Regions from separate parts of the Canis lupus genome. Here region 2 is linked to region 1. The links are chromatin contacts, called in public Hi-C maps. All regions are on one chromosome and are shown on one strand. Each heading gives the region's core, a stretch centred on a gene start, on an enhancer-like site or on the middle of the called end of the contact. The rest is flanking DNA. Distances are from core to core; before and after follow the strand shown. Region 1 holds the start of FBXO11 (F-box only protein 11). Region 2 holds the start of FOXN2 (forkhead box protein N2).

Region 1 (4,737 bases), core at 802-3,301:
TGAAAAAACAAAAGGGAGAGCCGGAGCCAAGTGAGAAAGGGTACTTTTTCCGTCTTCACGACAAAAGCTAGGGAATAAAAAAAAAAAAAAAAAAAAAAAAACCAAAAACAACAACAACAACAACAACAACAAAACGCGTTTTCCTTGGGGACAGATTATGGTGAGGGGACCAGATACGGAAGATAATTCCTCTTGGGGGGGGGGGTGTTTCTCTTCCTTTGAGTTTGTAGGATCTATAAATAAATAAATAAATAAATAAATAAATTTAAAAACATTTAAAATCACATAAACAATCCTAACCTCAGCGCATTTATAATCCCTCCCTTTCCTCACAAATTATTTTCCTGATCGTTATTACATAGACCACGTTCCCAAGAAATAAGCCGACCCGAGGTCTAAGTGCCTGTTTACCGAAACCTTTCCAAGACTCGGGCGACTCTTGTCAGACTGCGATCAGGAAAGTAACTCCCAACTCGGGTTTCCAGCTGAAAGCCCGGGGAACCGGAGCTCCGGGGCTTGCAGATACCCTCAGCTGGGCTAAAGGGCAACGGACTCTCTAGCGCTCCCTACAGCTCACGCCGTGAACCTACCCACTGCCGAAAACGCCGAGTTACCCAGGATCGGCTCCCTGGCTCCACTTTTTTTTTTTTTTTCCTCTCTCCTCTCTCTCTCTCTCTCTCTCTTCTGCTTAAAAAATCGGGTGAAGGTGGCGGTGGGGCGGAGGGGGGAGAACCGAAAAGGCGAACCGAAGGATTAATCACTTCTCCCCATTACATCAGCAGCCCCCGCCCTTCCCTCCGAGCACCTCCTCTCCGAGAACCGTCGCTACGCACTAGCGCTCTCGGCGCCCACCCCCCGCTCTATTATATGCCCTGATACCTCCCCATTATCACCCGCCCCACCACACTCCCTCTTCCCTCCTTCCCCCTCCTCGGCGAGGGAGGGAGGAAACCCGAGAGAGGAAACAGGGCGTTGAAGGAAGGGCCTGCGCCATAAGAGCGGGGGCCCCATTGGCCGGTGGCTGTACGGGCGCCCCCCATTGGCTGCCTGGCTGGAATCCCCGCCTCCCCGCGGCCCCGCCCCCTCGCCCCTCCCCCCGCCGCCCCGCGGCCCTCCCCCGCGCCCCCGGCCAGCCCCGCGGCGGGGAGGGACCCACTGGGCGAGTGGAGGCTCCGGCGGTGTCAATGGCTCCTCCTGCCACGGAGCAGCAGCAGAAGCAGCGGCGACGGGGTTGAGGAGGAGGAGGAGGAGGAGGAGGAGGAAAGGTTCCTTTAAGGAGGAGGAACGACGACGCCTCTTTTTCCCTCTATCTCCTCCCTTCACACTCATTTCCCCTTCGCCGAGGAGAGAAGGGGGGGAGGAGAGAGAAGAGGCCGAAGAAAGAGAGAAAAATTCCTCACAGAAATCTCTTTCAGGGGGTGTGGGGGGAGGAAGAGGAAAAAAAAGAGAGAGCCGGGCGCCCCCCGCTCCCTCCCTCCCTTCTCTCCCTCTCTTCTCCTCCTTCTCCCTTCCTCGCCCGCCCGCCCGCCCGCCCACTCCCCCCGCCGCCGGAGACGCCGCTCGGGAGTCGGCGGGCCCGGAGTCTGTCTCCTCACCCGCCGACGCCGCGCTTCGCCTCGGGATCCCCGGGCGGGCGGACGCCCTTTCTTTCTTCCCCTCGCTCTGCCCGTCTCCTGCCTCCGTCCCTCGCGGCCGCCCCGCCCGGCCGCCTCGGCCTTCCCCGTGCGTCAGGCCCGCCCGGCCGGCCGCGCTCGCTCTCGGTCTGTCTCCGCGGGCCTTTCTCTCCGCTCGGGGTCTCGCTCGCCCCCTCCGCCCTTCCCGTCTCCCCTTCCCCTCGCCCCCTTTCCTTCCTCCCCCCCCCCCACCCCCTGCTCCGGCCCGGAGCTCGCCGTGCGTGTGCGTGTGTGTGTGTGTGTGTGTCCCTCCGCCAACGCCGCCACCTCAGCCCGGCAAATGAACTCCGTCCGAGCCGCCAACCGGAGACCCAGGCGAGTGTCGCGGCCGCGCCCGGTGCAGCAACAGCAGCAGCAGCCCCCGCAGCAGCCGCCGCCGCAGCCGCCTCAGCAGCAGCCGCAGCAGCCTCCGCCGCCGCCGCAGCAGCAGCAGCAGCAGCCTCCGCCGCCGCCACCGCCGCCTCCGCCGCTGCCTCAGGAGCGGAACAACGCCGGCGAGCGGGGTAAGGCCGCGCTCACTCCCCGCCGCCCGCCGGCTCGGGCGCCGGCCGGCCGGGCCCCGCGGGGAGGGAGGCCTGTGCGCCCCCCGGGGGTGGGAGACGGCGGCCGAGCGGAGGCGGGTCCCCCGGTGCCGCAGTGTCAGCCCGGCCCGGGCCCCGGCCGCGGCCCCGAGCCCGGCCCCGGCCCCGGCCCCGGCCCCGGCCGGCAGGAAAAGCCGCGGCTTCCCCACCCGCCCGGGCTCTCGCTCAGGCCGCGCTTTGTTTGGTTGCGGGGGCTCGGCACCCTCTACCCCCACCCATCCCTTGGCTTCTCGCCTGGCTCACGGACCCCGCAGGAGTCTGTCGGTGGCTGGGGCGGGGGAGGCAGAGGGTGGGATTTCCCCCTTCTCTGCTGCCTTCCACGGTTTGCCTCCCCCTTCATAACAGAAGGTGTGTGTGTGGGGGGGGGGGGACAACTGGGAGTGATCGGGCGGTGGGGCTGGCTGGGGAACTTGTTTTTCCCCCTTTTCTCTGTTTAGCCTCCCCCTTCCTGTGGAGGAGGGGGAAGGGGGGGGGGAATCCGAGTGGTCTGTGGTGTTGGCCGGGGAACTTGTTTCCCCCACCCCCCTCCCTGGTCACGGGGTAGGGGGAGCCGCGACTCCTCTCCCAACCCCACAGTGTTTGCTGCGCAGTTTGGCTTTAGTTACAGAACCCCTGGGAAAGGACCCGTTAAATCGAGACCTTTAAATAAATAAATATAGGACCCATCGGCCATTTCCAGCCCCCTCCCTCGCGTGCAGTGCAGTTACCCTTCCGCCCTCCCGACCACCCCTCTCGCCCGTCCTCCCCCCAGCGAACCCCTGCGCCGCTGCGCCAGCCCCTCCGTCTCCCGGTGGGGTCTGAACGCCCCTTGCTGGGAACCGGCCCCTAGGGAGAGAGTGAGTGTGTGCCGTGTCCAAGGCCTAGCGAAATGTGTCATTTGGACCCAACTGTGCAGCTCTGTCTGGTAACCACCATTGTCTGAGGGCTGAGGCTCCGGGGGGTTGGATTCTTGGTTTAGCAAAAATAATGTTCAGTTCTACTTTGACGATGTGGTTATTTGGGGGAGGTTTATGAGGTAGAGTGTTGCACCTCGGTCTCCAGACGTAACTATTCTCTTTATTAATTAGCTGCTCTCCGCGGGGGTGGAGGTCAGTACCATATTTATGTGTACGGTTGTTGTTTTAAGGAGGAGGGGAATTGTTAGGAGACATTTTGCGTGTTTTCGTTGGCGGATTAAGGTTAATTTTACATGCGTTGGTTGTCACACCTCCTTTGATCAAGGGGATTGAGATTAAATGCCTTTTAAAAATCATACATTCTTTCCTTAAAATCTGTTTCAGTGTTGTACTTGATAAAAATACTTAAATGAAAGAGAGAGATGATAATCTGAAAAATAGTTCAAAGGGTTTTCACTAGTCACTGTTACCGATAGTCCTTGAGTCCTTTGCTATATGTTGCTGGAAAGAATGTGATGTTTCAAGCCAGTTAGAAGTCTTGTGTAACATTATTGGCAATTGTGTTTTAATGATTCTTTGATACATTTACCTTTTTTTTTTTAATAAATTGAAAATATTTAGTTTCATCATTTCCTTTCACATTTGCATATCAGGGTTTTCCTGTGTTCCATTCAAGTAACACTTAAGACTACTTCCACTCTATGTTGTATAAAAATTTTTTGAGAAAACAGTGACACTAGATTGAAATCCTAGCGTAGTAAGGATTCGTTTGCTAGAAGTAAAGTAAGCGTTTTCAAGATGTACTGATTTGTTCAGACCATTAGGGCTGAGTCAAATCTGTTTGGCCAAACTTAATTTAGTCTCATTGTGTATTTTAAAATATTTATTCTGAATCTTCTTTTCACAATGTGTGTGATTTCAAACTTAGTTGAAGTGCTTTTATCTTGGGTGCTTTTCTTCATTTGTGTGAATTATCAGTTACTAAAGTCTGTTTCCTTTTGAAGTAAATTGACTTGGTTGTTGGCATTGGCATGGCAGAGTGTCAGTTTTCTTTTCATTCATGTGTATAAGCTGACTGACAAAGATGTTCATGAAATCAAGATTTCAATATGTACCTAACCAGATAGTAAATCAGATGCAGTGTAGAATCGCTCCTTTGCTGCAGCTGGGAGAAACTCTTCTGGAGATTCTATGTTGGCACAGAGGGGAAAAGAACTTACTGATTAGCCTTCAGGGAAATGCTGTGGGTCTTTTAGAGGGCAAATAAATGGCTTTAAAATAAACATTAAGATAAATTAAAAGACTAATAAAGTTTTTGCCAGCTTCATGTAAAATATGTAATTCTTCAAAAAATTGGCAATTTGATTACTTTTTTAAAAAGGTACAGTTTACATAATGATCAGAAGTTAGCCAAAAGGAAAACTCTTTATTTTAAAAGTTTTATGGAGCATACAAAGTGTCACTATTTCTCATTTGGGTGGGAGAGGTTTTGTTGTTTGTTTAAGGATATGCTGGGTTTCATAACTTTGACAAGGTAATTAAGGAACTACAGCTAACACGTGTGTTTTACTTTTTTTTTTTTTTTTT
Region 2 (4,737 bases), core at 1,165-3,664, 300 kb before region 1:
TTTAAAAAAATCTTCAACCCTTTGACTCTTTGCTTTCATGTATTCTCAAAATTAAATTTCGTTCCTTAAAAGAAAATCTGTTCATGTTAACAGTCACATTAAACATGAATACTTTTCCAAAAATGAGTTTAAGAAAGTGCACACAAACCAAACTTTTTTTTTTTTTTTTTTTTTTTTAACCAAACAAGTATTTATTTCATCCCTAAACAAGTATTTTCAGTCATATCTTCTCAGGTCACAATTTTTATGGAAGAAGAAAAAAAATAAGACTTCTATAAAACTCAAAAAAAGAAATACTCCAGAACGTGATGATTTCTTCTTGCGTTAGAACCTCTCACTGATGCTTCTGAAATACAAACGGCTTTTTTTTTTTTTTTCCCAGAGTTGAGGAACTTCATAATGTACTACTCTCTTCCCCCACCACTCTTTAATGATACCTAACACTGCTGAGATTTTAGGGATGAATCATCAAAACAGCGGAGGAAGGCAAAAAACGTCCATATATACACGGACGGCAAGGAAACAAAGTCTTAAAATGCGGAACAGAGACAGACATGAACAAGTTCAGTTCTTTCCACTTCCTCATCTCAGAAAACGCCAAAGTAAGTGTGGATGCAAGGCTACAGCACGATCACAAAGCCCCTGGTACCCAGGAAGCCTCAGACCGAGCGGCGCTAGGGCAACTCTCACACTCGGGCGGCCACGTGGCTGTCACAATCAGAAGGCAGGCAGGAGAGACCGCACTAACTAACCTGGAAACAAATAACTGCCCCCCTCCCTCCACCCCGGAGTCGCGGCAGAAGAGGCGCTGTGCCGTTTCTCTGCACGCCAAGACTTTTTTCCCCCCCTTTCCTGTAAGGTAAAGTACAGAGGCTGCCTTAAAGAGACTTTCAAGCAGAAATCGGGTCCACGAAGAGCCCGAGAGTGCACCCCCACTGAAGTCGCTACGCCCACTCCAGCGACCGGAGGTGGGAACGGAGGCATTTCGCAAAGGTGGAGCTGCAGGAGCGTGGAGGGTGGAGGGTGGAGGGTAGAGGGTGGAGGGTGGAGGGTGGAGGGTGGAGGGTGGAGGGTGCAGGGGCGCGCACACGGGCGGCTTTCCCCTGCCTCCCACCGGCCGCCGGGGTTTCAGACTCGCGGCTGCGGCTGCGGCGAGGCCAACCCCGCGGGCGGAGGGCCTCGCACACGCCCCCACGGCCCGCCCCCCGCCCCAGGCAGAAGACCGAGGGGCAGAGGTACCCACGGGCCCCAGCGGCGGCGAACAGGAAGTGGCCGTACAGCGGCGCAGAAAAACCCTAACTCCCCCCGCCCCCCGACGGGCGCCCGCGGGGGAGGGGCCAGGGGCCGGGGCGCCCCCCACATCCGGGACCCGCCCCTGTGCCCCGAGCCCCGCCGCCCGGGGGGCTGCAAGTGGCCTGCGCGCAGCGTCCGTCCGGCGCCTCCCCGGGCGCGCCTCGGCGGGGCCCAGCCGGGCCGCCCTCCACGCCCGGCACGTCGCGCTCCACTCGGCGGGGGCGGGGGCGGGGGCGGGGGCGCTGCACACGCTCCCGAGGGGCTCGGGGCACTTCCTCCGACAGCAGCCTGGCCCCGAGCGGAGCCTCGCCGGGCCGCCGGCACCCGCCCCCGGGCAGTCCCTGCCGCTCGCCAACAACTCCGAACTCCTCACGGGGCCGCCCCCACGCCCCGGAGCCCACACGGGACCCACGCCGCGCGCCGGGGACAGCGCGCCCCCCTCCCCGCCCCGTGCCGGCGCCAATTCCTCACAGGACAAAAATGTCCGGGCGCGTCACGGGACGGCCGCCTCCGCGCCCCACGCCGGCCGCCGGCCGCCGGCCGCCGCCGCACGCGCTGCCTCCGCCCCGGGAGCCGCGGCGCGGGCCGGGGCGGGGAGCGCGGACGCCCGGCGGCGCCGGCCCCGCAGGGCGCCACTCCGCGCGGGACTCACCGTCTGCTCGGCCGCCGCGGCGGGGAGGCGAGGGGCGGGCAGGGGAGGACACAATATGGCAGAGCCCCGCAGCTGCTCCCGGCGGCTTCCAGCAGCCGCCTCCGGGAAGACGCGGCAAAGAGCAGGCAGCGGCAGCTGCGGTGGCGGCCGCGGCAGCACCACATCCCCCTCCCGCTCGCTTCCTCCCCCTCCCGGCACCCTCCCCCGCTGCCATGGCAACGCGGCGCCGAGGCGATTAGCCCCGCCCCCCGCGGTCCCCGCCCCCCCCGCGGCCCCTCGGGAGGGGCTCGGTCCGCCCCTCGGTGCCCCGCCCACCTCCTACCTAAGGGCCGGCGCGGGGCCTCGCAGGCGGCTCGGGACGGCTGGCGAGGAAGGAAGGGAGATGCGGTGTCCGGAAGGGCGGGGTTCGCACGGAAGGCAGGGCGGAGGCGCTGTGTGGGCCCGGGCCGGGTTCGGGCTGAGGAGAGGCTGGGAAGGCGGGAAAAATGGAAAGGCCTCGCCTGTCCCGGAAGGGCCTATCGGAGCGCGGCGGGGCGCGGCGCGGCCGCTGAGTGGCCGGGGAGGCCCGGGGGCGGGGCTAGGGCGGCCTCCCCGGCGGCGCGGCCGGCGCGTCCTGGCGCGGGGACTGCGGCGGGGCCCCTCGACAGCCCGGGCTCCTGTGGGGGCCCCCGGGAGCCTTCCGCCATTGCCCGGGCTTTGAAAGCGCTGTCGAAACGGTAAAGCGTGAGTGTGAACTTCATATTGCACTCGCTTGACTGGAATTTTAAGAAGAAACTGAGCTTAGCGTGTTTGTGGTAAAGAAAAAAAAAAAGACTCTGGAATCAGACCCAAAATTTAATAAGCATCGCATTTCCTGAGGCCTCACTAAGTGCTAGGGACCGAGCTAAATTCTTTACGTGCATTGTGATAACCATGATGCTAAGATAGCGTTGCCAGATAAAACACAGGAGTGTCCAATTATATCAGAATTTCAGGTAAAAAAATTTTTTTTCAGGTAAATGTAGAATATTTTTTTAATATAAGAATGTTCCATTTGGAGATACACTTCCTGTTTTTTTTTTTTTTTTCTTTTTTGCTAAATCTGCAAACCCTACCCTAACTCTTACAAATTCCCACTTTACAGATAAGGAAACCGAGGCTTAGGAAATTAACCTGACAAATACAAGGTAAGTGGCAGAACTAAGGCTCTATTTTACAAAAATTATGATTCTGATCACTAAATTTCTGAGTATCTATATTATCCACATCTTCAAAAACTAGAGTAATGATCCCTGTCACTAATGTGCTGAATGGATGGAGAGAAAAGGTATGTGAAAGAGACATGCATAGTGGCTGGTGTCATAGGAGGCTCACTTTCTTCCAGAACAATGAATGTTAGCTGAATATTTACTATGTGCCAGGCCATGAGTATAAAGTGAGCTGATTATGAAACGAGCTGCCTACTGACAATAAAACAAGTCAAGCTGTGGAGATGACAGAGACATAGAAGAATTCTAGGCATCAGAATGTATAAAAACAAAAATGGAAGTGTTCAACCCTCATTCCACAGAGGAAAATGTTGTGTCTATAGGATTTGTCCAAAATCAGCTACTAGTTCCATTTATTTCTCATTACACCGTCCTGAAGGTCCTCATGACTGCATTTGGAGTAAGAGGCCACCCGGCAAAGATACAGTAAGCTTCAATTAAAACAAGAGTTGCTTCATTTTCTCCCTTCAGAGCAATCACTGTTACCCCCTCATGTGGACAAGTTGAAGGACGTTCCTAGAGGAAGAATATAGTAGAATTACTAGTTTTCAGAACTACTAGAATATAGTACTAGAATATAGTAGTTTTTTTTTTGTTTTTTTTTTTTTTTTTTTACCACAAACACGCTAGGGAGAAAGGAAGACTGACAGGAGGTGGCTTGTGAAGAGCCACAGCCTCTTCCTACCTTAGTTTTGCTTTATCTCTAGTGGCCATGGTGATCACTAGTATAATATAGGTCTTCCTCTCCCTACAGGTTATTGTAATAGTATCTTATTTGATATATTGAACTTTAGTTTCTATTTTTCCTTCTAATCAGTTTTAAACTCAGGTGACCAAACAGTCCTCCTCAACTCTAGAAGAATCCCAGAATTTGAAATCTGGAATGAATATATACTTTAAAGATAGGTCATCTAGGAGCCCAGTTTATCATGGATGCAAAAACAAATCCAGAACAGTCATGTAACTTGTCCAAGGTCAAGTAATGAATGTACTGCATTAGCATCCACTAAGATCTCTCTGCTGGGCCTCTCTACTGAGTAGAGAGGCTGGGAACATTTAAATAATCGCTGTGGATAAGGCTGAGGTCTCTTGGGAAATCTGTCACACTTAGTTTAGAGTCCAGGGACACTTGTATACTTAAAGGCTATTTTAGAGGACTTTGAACGCCTATCAAGGAAAAGCTCTGATTAAAACTAATGATGATTCAGAGTGAGTAGCTTTCCCCAGGAGTTTACAAGAGTAAAAAGGCTATGAAAACAAAGCTGAACTCTTTAGGAAAAAGAGGATCCTGGCATTTAAGATCTCTTGTGAAGTGTGTATTCTTCATTCTCCAAAATACTTTAAAGGAACATATTCACTAATAAACTTTACTGGAAGACAAATGCATTAGAAAATATATTGTTTGAAATGCCTTTGTATTTAGGCTGAAAAGTGATAGGAATGCAAATATACATGTTTTCAGTTCAATGTATTTAACACTCTATTGCATATATTTAACAAAGACTCTTTGATCATAGCTTGGTGATTCTAAAAACAACCAGTTTG

Evidence for each region. Hi-C and Micro-C count contacts between places; a contact is called where the count stands out from the background.
Region 2: a Hi-C map of blood shows a contact between it and region 1, with 2.9 times the contacts expected there. The contact joins the promoter of FOXN2 here to the promoter of FBXO11 in region 1. A contact is called at or near these places in 2 of 9 Hi-C or Micro-C datasets (both in blood).

Annotation. Positions count from the first base shown.
Region 1 is chr10:50,978,275-50,983,011 of UU_Cfam_GSD_1.0, reverse strand. FBXO11 (F-box only protein 11) reads left to right here and starts at 2,051. Exons shown (of 23, transcript XM_038551237.1): 1 at 2,051-2,176. It overlaps LOC102155569 (a long non-coding RNA gene), which reads right to left and starts at 584. Exons shown (of 6, transcript XR_005365928.1): 1 at 1-584.
Region 2 is chr10:51,277,839-51,282,575 of UU_Cfam_GSD_1.0, reverse strand. It overlaps FOXN2 (forkhead box protein N2), which reads right to left and starts at 2,414. Exons shown (of 6, transcript XM_038551240.1): 1 at 2,268-2,414. LOC111097744 (a long non-coding RNA gene) reads left to right here and starts at 2,533. Exons shown (of 4, transcript XR_005365954.1): 1 at 2,533-2,661; 2 at 3,069-3,111.